2 separate regions of the Mus musculus genome follow, and region 2 is linked to region 1. Evidence: chromatin contacts called from public promoter capture Hi-C data. All regions are on one chromosome and are shown on one strand. Each heading gives the region's core, a stretch centred on a gene start, on an enhancer-like site or on the middle of the called end of the contact. The rest is flanking DNA. Distances are from core to core; before and after follow the strand shown. Region 1 overlaps Arntl (aryl hydrocarbon receptor nuclear translocator-like). Region 2 holds the start of Far1 (fatty acyl CoA reductase 1).

What was found. Promoter capture Hi-C pulls out the DNA fragments that hold promoters and counts their contacts.
Region 2: a contact with region 1 is called in a promoter capture Hi-C map of pre-B cells, with 2.2 times the contacts expected there. The contact joins the promoter of Far1 here to the enhancer-like site in region 1. A contact is called at or near these places in 2 of 39 promoter capture datasets (the HPC-7 cell line and pre-B cells) and 1 of 9 other capture datasets (liver).

Annotation. Positions count from the first base shown.
Region 1 is chr7:113,290,385-113,293,636 of GRCm38.p6, forward strand. Arntl (aryl hydrocarbon receptor nuclear translocator-like) reads left to right here. Exons shown (of 20, transcript NM_007489.4): 10 at 1,077-1,169; 11 at 2,794-2,911. Among named protein-coding and RNA genes, the nearest start is that of Gm33721, 30 kb to the left of the region's middle. Within about 2 kb of position 1,632, at least 8 of the 459 cell types and tissues checked have an H3K27ac peak or open chromatin away from gene starts, as enhancers often do. A contact at or near this core is called in pre-B cells, where this site is marked.
Region 2 is chr7:113,512,516-113,515,791 of GRCm38.p6, forward strand. It overlaps Far1 (fatty acyl CoA reductase 1), which reads left to right and starts at 1,319. Exons shown (of 13, transcript NM_027379.4): 1 at 1,319-1,422.

The DNA of each region.
Region 1 (3,252 bases), core at 382-2,881:
TCCTGAACCTGCATGCATTTAAACCGTGTTTGTGTGTCAGGCAGGGTGGGGGTGGGGGCTGCTTAAGGAACACAAGTGATCCACCCACAAGTGACCAGGCCATCAGCAAAAGTGAAAAAGCCAAAATGACCCAACTTGAGATGTTGAAGCGTGAAGGTCTGAAGTGCTCCCTATAAACGAGGGTGTTCTCATTCAGGATAGGTGGCAGCAGAGATAATGATGGAATCTTAAATGGTCCTTGCAGGCTTAGATTCTATGTTCTCCATGGTGGTGGTTCAAGTTTCATTTCTGTCCCTGTGTTAAAATACCCTGGCAAACAGCAACATAGTGTGAGAAAGGGCTTATATGGCTCACACTTGCAACTCCCCAGTCCATTATTACAGGGAAGTCAAGGCAGGCCCGTAAAGCACCACATCTGTGGTCAAGAGCAATGAGAGAGTGGATCCTTGCAAGTGGTAGTCAGGAACAATGAGAATAAACACATGAGCCCTTGCCTGTTTGTTCACTCTCAGCTTTTCTCCACTCTTACACTATCAAAGGATACGCCCCCGCCCCCCCCCCCCCGCCACACACACACCTAGGGAATGGTGCTGCTCACAGTGGACTGAGTCCTACTGCATCAATTAAATATCAAGATAGTCCACCACAGAAATGCCTACAGGTCAATCTGATCTAGGTAATTCCTCTGTAAGACTCTTTTCCTGGGTGGTTCTAGGCTGTGTCAGGTTGAGAGCTGAAGTTAACCAGCACAGAGGGCCTGGAATTAGAGCAGTGGTGTGTAGTTTGTCTGGCCTGGCATAGAACCAGATTAAACTTAAGCTTTCATTCTGAAACAGAGCTTTCTTGACTTGGCAATTTCCCTCTGATCACTAGATGACCAGGCACACACAGTCACCCGGGAGGGAATCTTGCTGGTCTCACATAGTATTGGCTGTAAGCACCGTCTTCTTCTGACACCAGGGAAGGTGTCAGTGCACGGCCCCACACACTGGAGTCTTAGAAAATAATTCCCTGCTTTGCTTTCAGATCATGTGTCCTGACCTGTGATAAATTGATTATCCATTTCTCCTGATTAGGCAGCAGATGGATTTTTGTTTGTCGTAGGATGTGACCGAGGGAAGATCCTCTTTGTCTCCGAGTCTGTCTTCAAGATCCTCAATTATAGCCAGGTAATGTCAAGCTCCCATTAGTGGTGGGCAGCCTCATGGTAGTCAGAAATAGCATGTAGTTTTTCAAAAGAATTAAAGTATATGGGTCACATGTGAAATCCTTCTTCCAAAAATTCTTAACTTCTTAACACAGAAATGAATTTAAACTTAGGAAGAATTTTAACACATCCCGTATTTTCCCCAACTGGAATGTTTGACTCTGACCCAAGCAACAGCTTAAGTTTTCTTCTCGCTACAAAATGAAGATCCCACATCTGTGGACTAGGATGGGGAGTGAAGCTGTCTGAAAGGGAGAGAAAGGTAGGCAGGTAATTCAATACCCAAGAATAGGAATCTTGGGAACTTACCCCAGAGGCCCACCTCCCTTTTTCTGTTTATGCAGGCCAGGATCTCAGTCCTGGAACTATGCCTGGCACAGTGGTTGGGTCTTCCCACGTCACTTCACAATGGAGATTACCCCCACGCCCCAGCACGCCCAGATGCTCAATGTCCCGGGGGATTCTAGATTCTGTTACCATTAACTGTCATGTACAGTTTTTGTTTTTCTGTTTTGAATAGCTTGTAGGATCAAATAAGAGGAACATATGAAAGCTTCTAGAATAATCATTTCACCTATTATGTCCTCAGAATATGTGTTAATTCATTCACCCAATTACGTCTTGGTAATTGCATGGAAGCCTGGTAGGCAGAAGTTTTTAGTCAAAATGCCATTTCTATAAATGAGAATCCATGTAAATTTAGCTTTTCCAAGATGTTTTGCTTTTTAATTTTTCTTCTGAGGGCACTCATAAAGGGAAGTCTGTTATCTCTGTTAGCAGACACAGGTGGTGAAGGCACACAAAGATAGGACTTGTATAGTTGGACACTTACCCTAGTACCCAGGTGGCTGAGATAGGAAGGTCATGACCCGAGTAACACAGGCAAGGTGGAATTCTATGTCAATAGAATGTCCAGGGAAATTCTATGTCAAAACAAACAGTACCCCTCAGAAACGAACGAAGTATTTCATTCCTGGAAACACCATGATTGGTTAGCCAGTACCAAAGGTCCAAGCGAGTCATGCCATTATAAATTTCACCTCTCCTGTGCTGAACATTACTGGGTATGTTATTATAAACATTCTTTTGTCTACGCTGTCCATTATAATAACTAGAATCACCTTGTCTCCAGCGATTCAATGCTGCCACCTGGCCCTTGTTACCTCGGAATCCAACTAAACCCAGTGAATTTAATTCATCTAATTGAGCAGAAGCATCTCCAATGCTAAGATGTGGCACAAGGAAAAGGGAAAGAACAAAACCCTTCAAATGTGCTGGTGCCCCTCTCACCAATTTGCGTCTTATAGAGCTGGTGAAAGGCATATCTTCTGGACAGAGTTGGAAATAGCCCGTTCTCTGTAGCTTTTTCTTTTAATGTCTGCTGGGCATTTAGGGGTGTTGGACCAATGTTTCTTCCAGGTGTCTACCCAGCAAAAGTCTGGATGTGTGTGCAGCATTCCATAAATGCTTGAGATGGCCAGGGTTCAGAAGGCAGAGTAGAGGCCAGGGCTGTACAGACGGGGGCTACTCCTGCATCTTGTGTATCTCAGCCGTGCTGACTGTCCATTCATCTGTCATCCCCACAGAATGACCTTATTGGCCAGAGCTTGTTTGACTACCTGCATCCAAAAGATATTGCCAAAGTTAAGGAACAGCTATCTTCCTCGGACACTGCGCCCCGGGAGCGACTCATTGATGCCAAGAGTGAGTGCAGGGGAGGCTGTGTGTCTTCTCCTCACCCACCATGCCGCTCGCTCGGACGCTGCCTCACCACTGTGCGGGGACAGAGACGGGTTCCTGGGGCCCAGCCTCTCTGTTCTTACCTCTCTGCCATATTTCTTCTCCATTACAGCTGCTGGCTGTGGCTAAATGGACTTATTTATGCTCACTTGGGTTTGTTAACATTGTGGACTATCTAAAGAAGAGAGGTTTCAATGGCCAAACTTAGTGCAAGGAAGAGCCACTTTGACTAGATTCTGTCTGATTTCTGGTTAACTTTCCCCCCCCCTCCCGGAATCTATAACTTTCTAATAGCATGTTCTTAA
Region 2 (3,276 bases), core at 69-2,568, 220 kb after region 1:
AAATGATTGCACCGTGCATGAAGCACACAGCCCCACGAATCTTCTTCATACACCCGGGTAATCACCACCACATCAAGAAAAAACAGGTTCCCAGCTCATACATTGTAATGAGCATAGTTTTTTAGAAAAATGTTTTTTAGGCATGTAAAAATAGTGTAGTCAGGATCCCCACTACACTCAAGGCTGCACCTGATAACCATAACTCCGTACACCACTCACTCAAAGATAACAAGAGATAGTCCTAGAACTAACTCCACGATGCCCAGTGAACAGTATATAAGCAGAGACTAAGAGCAATGCTCTGCTCTGCACATCTGGAGAGATGCCACTTTGATCTGCCCTGTGGCTGGAGAATCTTTTCTAGGATCCTGCCCCTGGAATCAGAAATTTCTGTTTGAGACTGGACCTGACCTTCAGCCAAGATACATCGCATAGGTAAGCAGCCTCGGGAGATAGGCTTAGGACCGTAGTTAGGAATTCAGAGTGTTTATATTGTGTGAAGACCCAAAGCATAACTAAATAAAACTTGTTATACTAACTACGCGTATCTACCTTCTAGCTCGCGACACTCAGCAAGTTCCCGTGCACCCTAGCTCTCAGCACACGCCCCACCTTCCAACGCTGAAACTTCTCTCACTGTCCCTACATCTTGCACGGGATTGTCTTGAAGGAGGAAGGACTAGGTGGACAGTCTCTCGGGGAGGATGGACGCGGGCTCCAGTCCTCCCGATGGGCCCTTCAGAAGGTCCATACAGTGCTGGCTCCACATTCCGAAGGAACCAAGCTGGCAGTTATCAGGGAGGATCCTCACACTCAGTTAAGACCGAGGGTAGCCGGCCCCATCTGGGGAGCGCCAGGGTGCACGTTGGCAGTACTCAAGCACGCCGCGATGGCTGCGGGGCGGGCTCTCACGTCTGCCACTTGTCCCGCACCTTTTGCGTGGGCTGGGCTCCCGCGCCAGGGTAGTCGGGCGTGGCCCAGGGCGCGACCCTCCGGGAAGCGGGCGGCCGGGGGCGGCGCTGCTGAGCGGGGATGTGCGGCGCGCGCCCATTGGCTGCGCTTTCCCCGACCACACCGCCCAGCCGCCCACTTCCCGGCCTCTCTCCGCTCCCCCATTGGCCGTCCTGCCTGGGGGGTTTGGGGTGGGCGGCTGAAGAAGAGTGGAGGGTGAGCGGTTCTCCCGGGAAGAGTGTGAGCAAGAGCCAATCAGGAGCAGACGTGGAAAAGAGGCGCCACGCCAACCAGTCAGACCCCGAGGCGCGGTCGGGACCCGTGACGCCATAGCGCTCTCAGCCAATGGGCGCACCGCTGTCGGTCCGCTCTTCAGCAGCCGGTCGGGGGCGGTGAAAAGCGAGTGAGGAGAGCGCGACCACGGCGTAGCCATCGCTGAAGGGAGAGCGAGGCCCGAGCTTCCGCGTCGAGGTGAGCGGCACGGGCTCTGTCGCAGGCTCGGCCGCGGCCCCTCCGCACTTGGCCGCCGTTTTGCGGGAGTCCTAGGCCGGGCTGCGTTGAGGTGGGGCCTGCGAACCGCCCCGCCCCCGCCCCGCCACGGCCGCCTGGAGGCGGGGGCGCCTCCTCTGCTGGGACTGTCCCTGCGCGGCGTGGCCGGGCCGCCGCCCTCCCGACTGCCAGGGCCGCGGCGAGGGAGCTTAGAGGCCCCTGGCCTGCAACCCGGGGAGGCAGGGGTTCCGTCTGCGGGGGGAGGCCGCGCAGAGGCGGCCACGGTGGGGGCCCGAGTTAACGGAGGAGGGTGGCGGCCTGGGATTGAGAGGAAGAAAGTGATGGGAAAGGGGTGATGCTCTGGAGAGGGCGTCCAGTGAGGAGGCCCCTGCTCCAGAGTGGGATCGGCCTCTGGGAAGTAGGTATCAATGGCGTTGCGGAGAAATCAGCTGAGAGATGGAGAACTGGTTTGGGGTTTGAAGGTTAAGGTCTCTGGACCAATGGGGACAGGGCATGTGGAGTGTGAGAAGGTACACACAGAAACCGGAAGGTGTCCGAGGAGTGGATTTTAGATGAGGGGTGGATGGAGGCTGTCTGACTAGAAGGCGTTATTTGGTTTCTTGGAAAGTACACAAGGAACAGTCAAGGTGGATTTCTGTGTGCTTGCTCAAGGGTGGGGATCTTTTGTGAACAGTGGAGTGAGTTGGGAGTACAGAGTTGAGAGAGAGTATCTCAGGATGACAGCTCGGAACACTCAACGTAGCTACCTACTGAGGCTGATCATTAGCTCACCTTTATGCTGTCCCCTGGATGATCCATCTGATTGTTTAGCCACAGCTCACACAAACTTAGCTCTTAGAAGTAATGGGTATTAAGTATTCTTTGATTTTTTTTTTTTTTTTTTTTGGACTGGGAAATTGCTTAATTCTTAAAGAAAAGTGCTAAGGGCAACATTTAAAGAGTCTGGTTGGGGATGGATAATGGATGGGTAATATGACATGAGGATGGTGCAAGGTGTCTTACAAAAACAGAAGTGATACTGTGTGAATGTAGTTGTGCAGTTCTGAATGAGCAATCTTTTTAATGTAGTGGAATTTGTTTTATGCTTGTTGGGCAGTTGCTTTCACTTTTGAGACTAGTTTTGTAGTTAAATAAACAAAAAATATTTTCACTTAAGAAAGACATTAGTATATGTGTGTTGCTGTCAACTGCTTTCCTCTTTGAAGCTTTTATTTGTAGGGTACAGGTAGAATTAAATCCACATTTTCAGTGGATTTAAATGGGAGAGATAATTTCTGCTTAAAGATAGGACAAAAGGCCGGTGAAAAGTTACAGTTTGAGGGCAGAATTCAAGAGAGCAGTTGTATAAATGTTTTCTTATTCACCAGCTCAGCATAGAATTTTAGCTAATGGATCATTCTTTAGGACAGAGAAGGTATTTGTGGGTAACACATTACTGTAATTACATTTTGCTTTTAGTATAATCTAGTTCCCAAAGGGCTGAGTTACCTGTAAGCAGAGAGACAGTTCAAGAGAAGGGCAAGTTTTTTGGAAAAGGTGAATTTTGGGTCATTTGCACCAGGAGTTGGTGTGTGGGTTATTACTAGACACAAGAATGATTACAGTAGTTTGGATGAAGTATAAGCAGACTGTGGATTTAAAAACCTCACAAGTGTAAATAGTTTCTAAGTCCAATTACAGATCTGTCTGAAGAAATGGTTAGATATGTAGCCATCAGTTAAGCTTCTTCCTGCAGCTTGGTTGGTTGGTAAATAGTGGTTCCCTGTGATGGCTCGAAGGAACAGAACAGTTGGACTGAAGATGGGGCATATATGC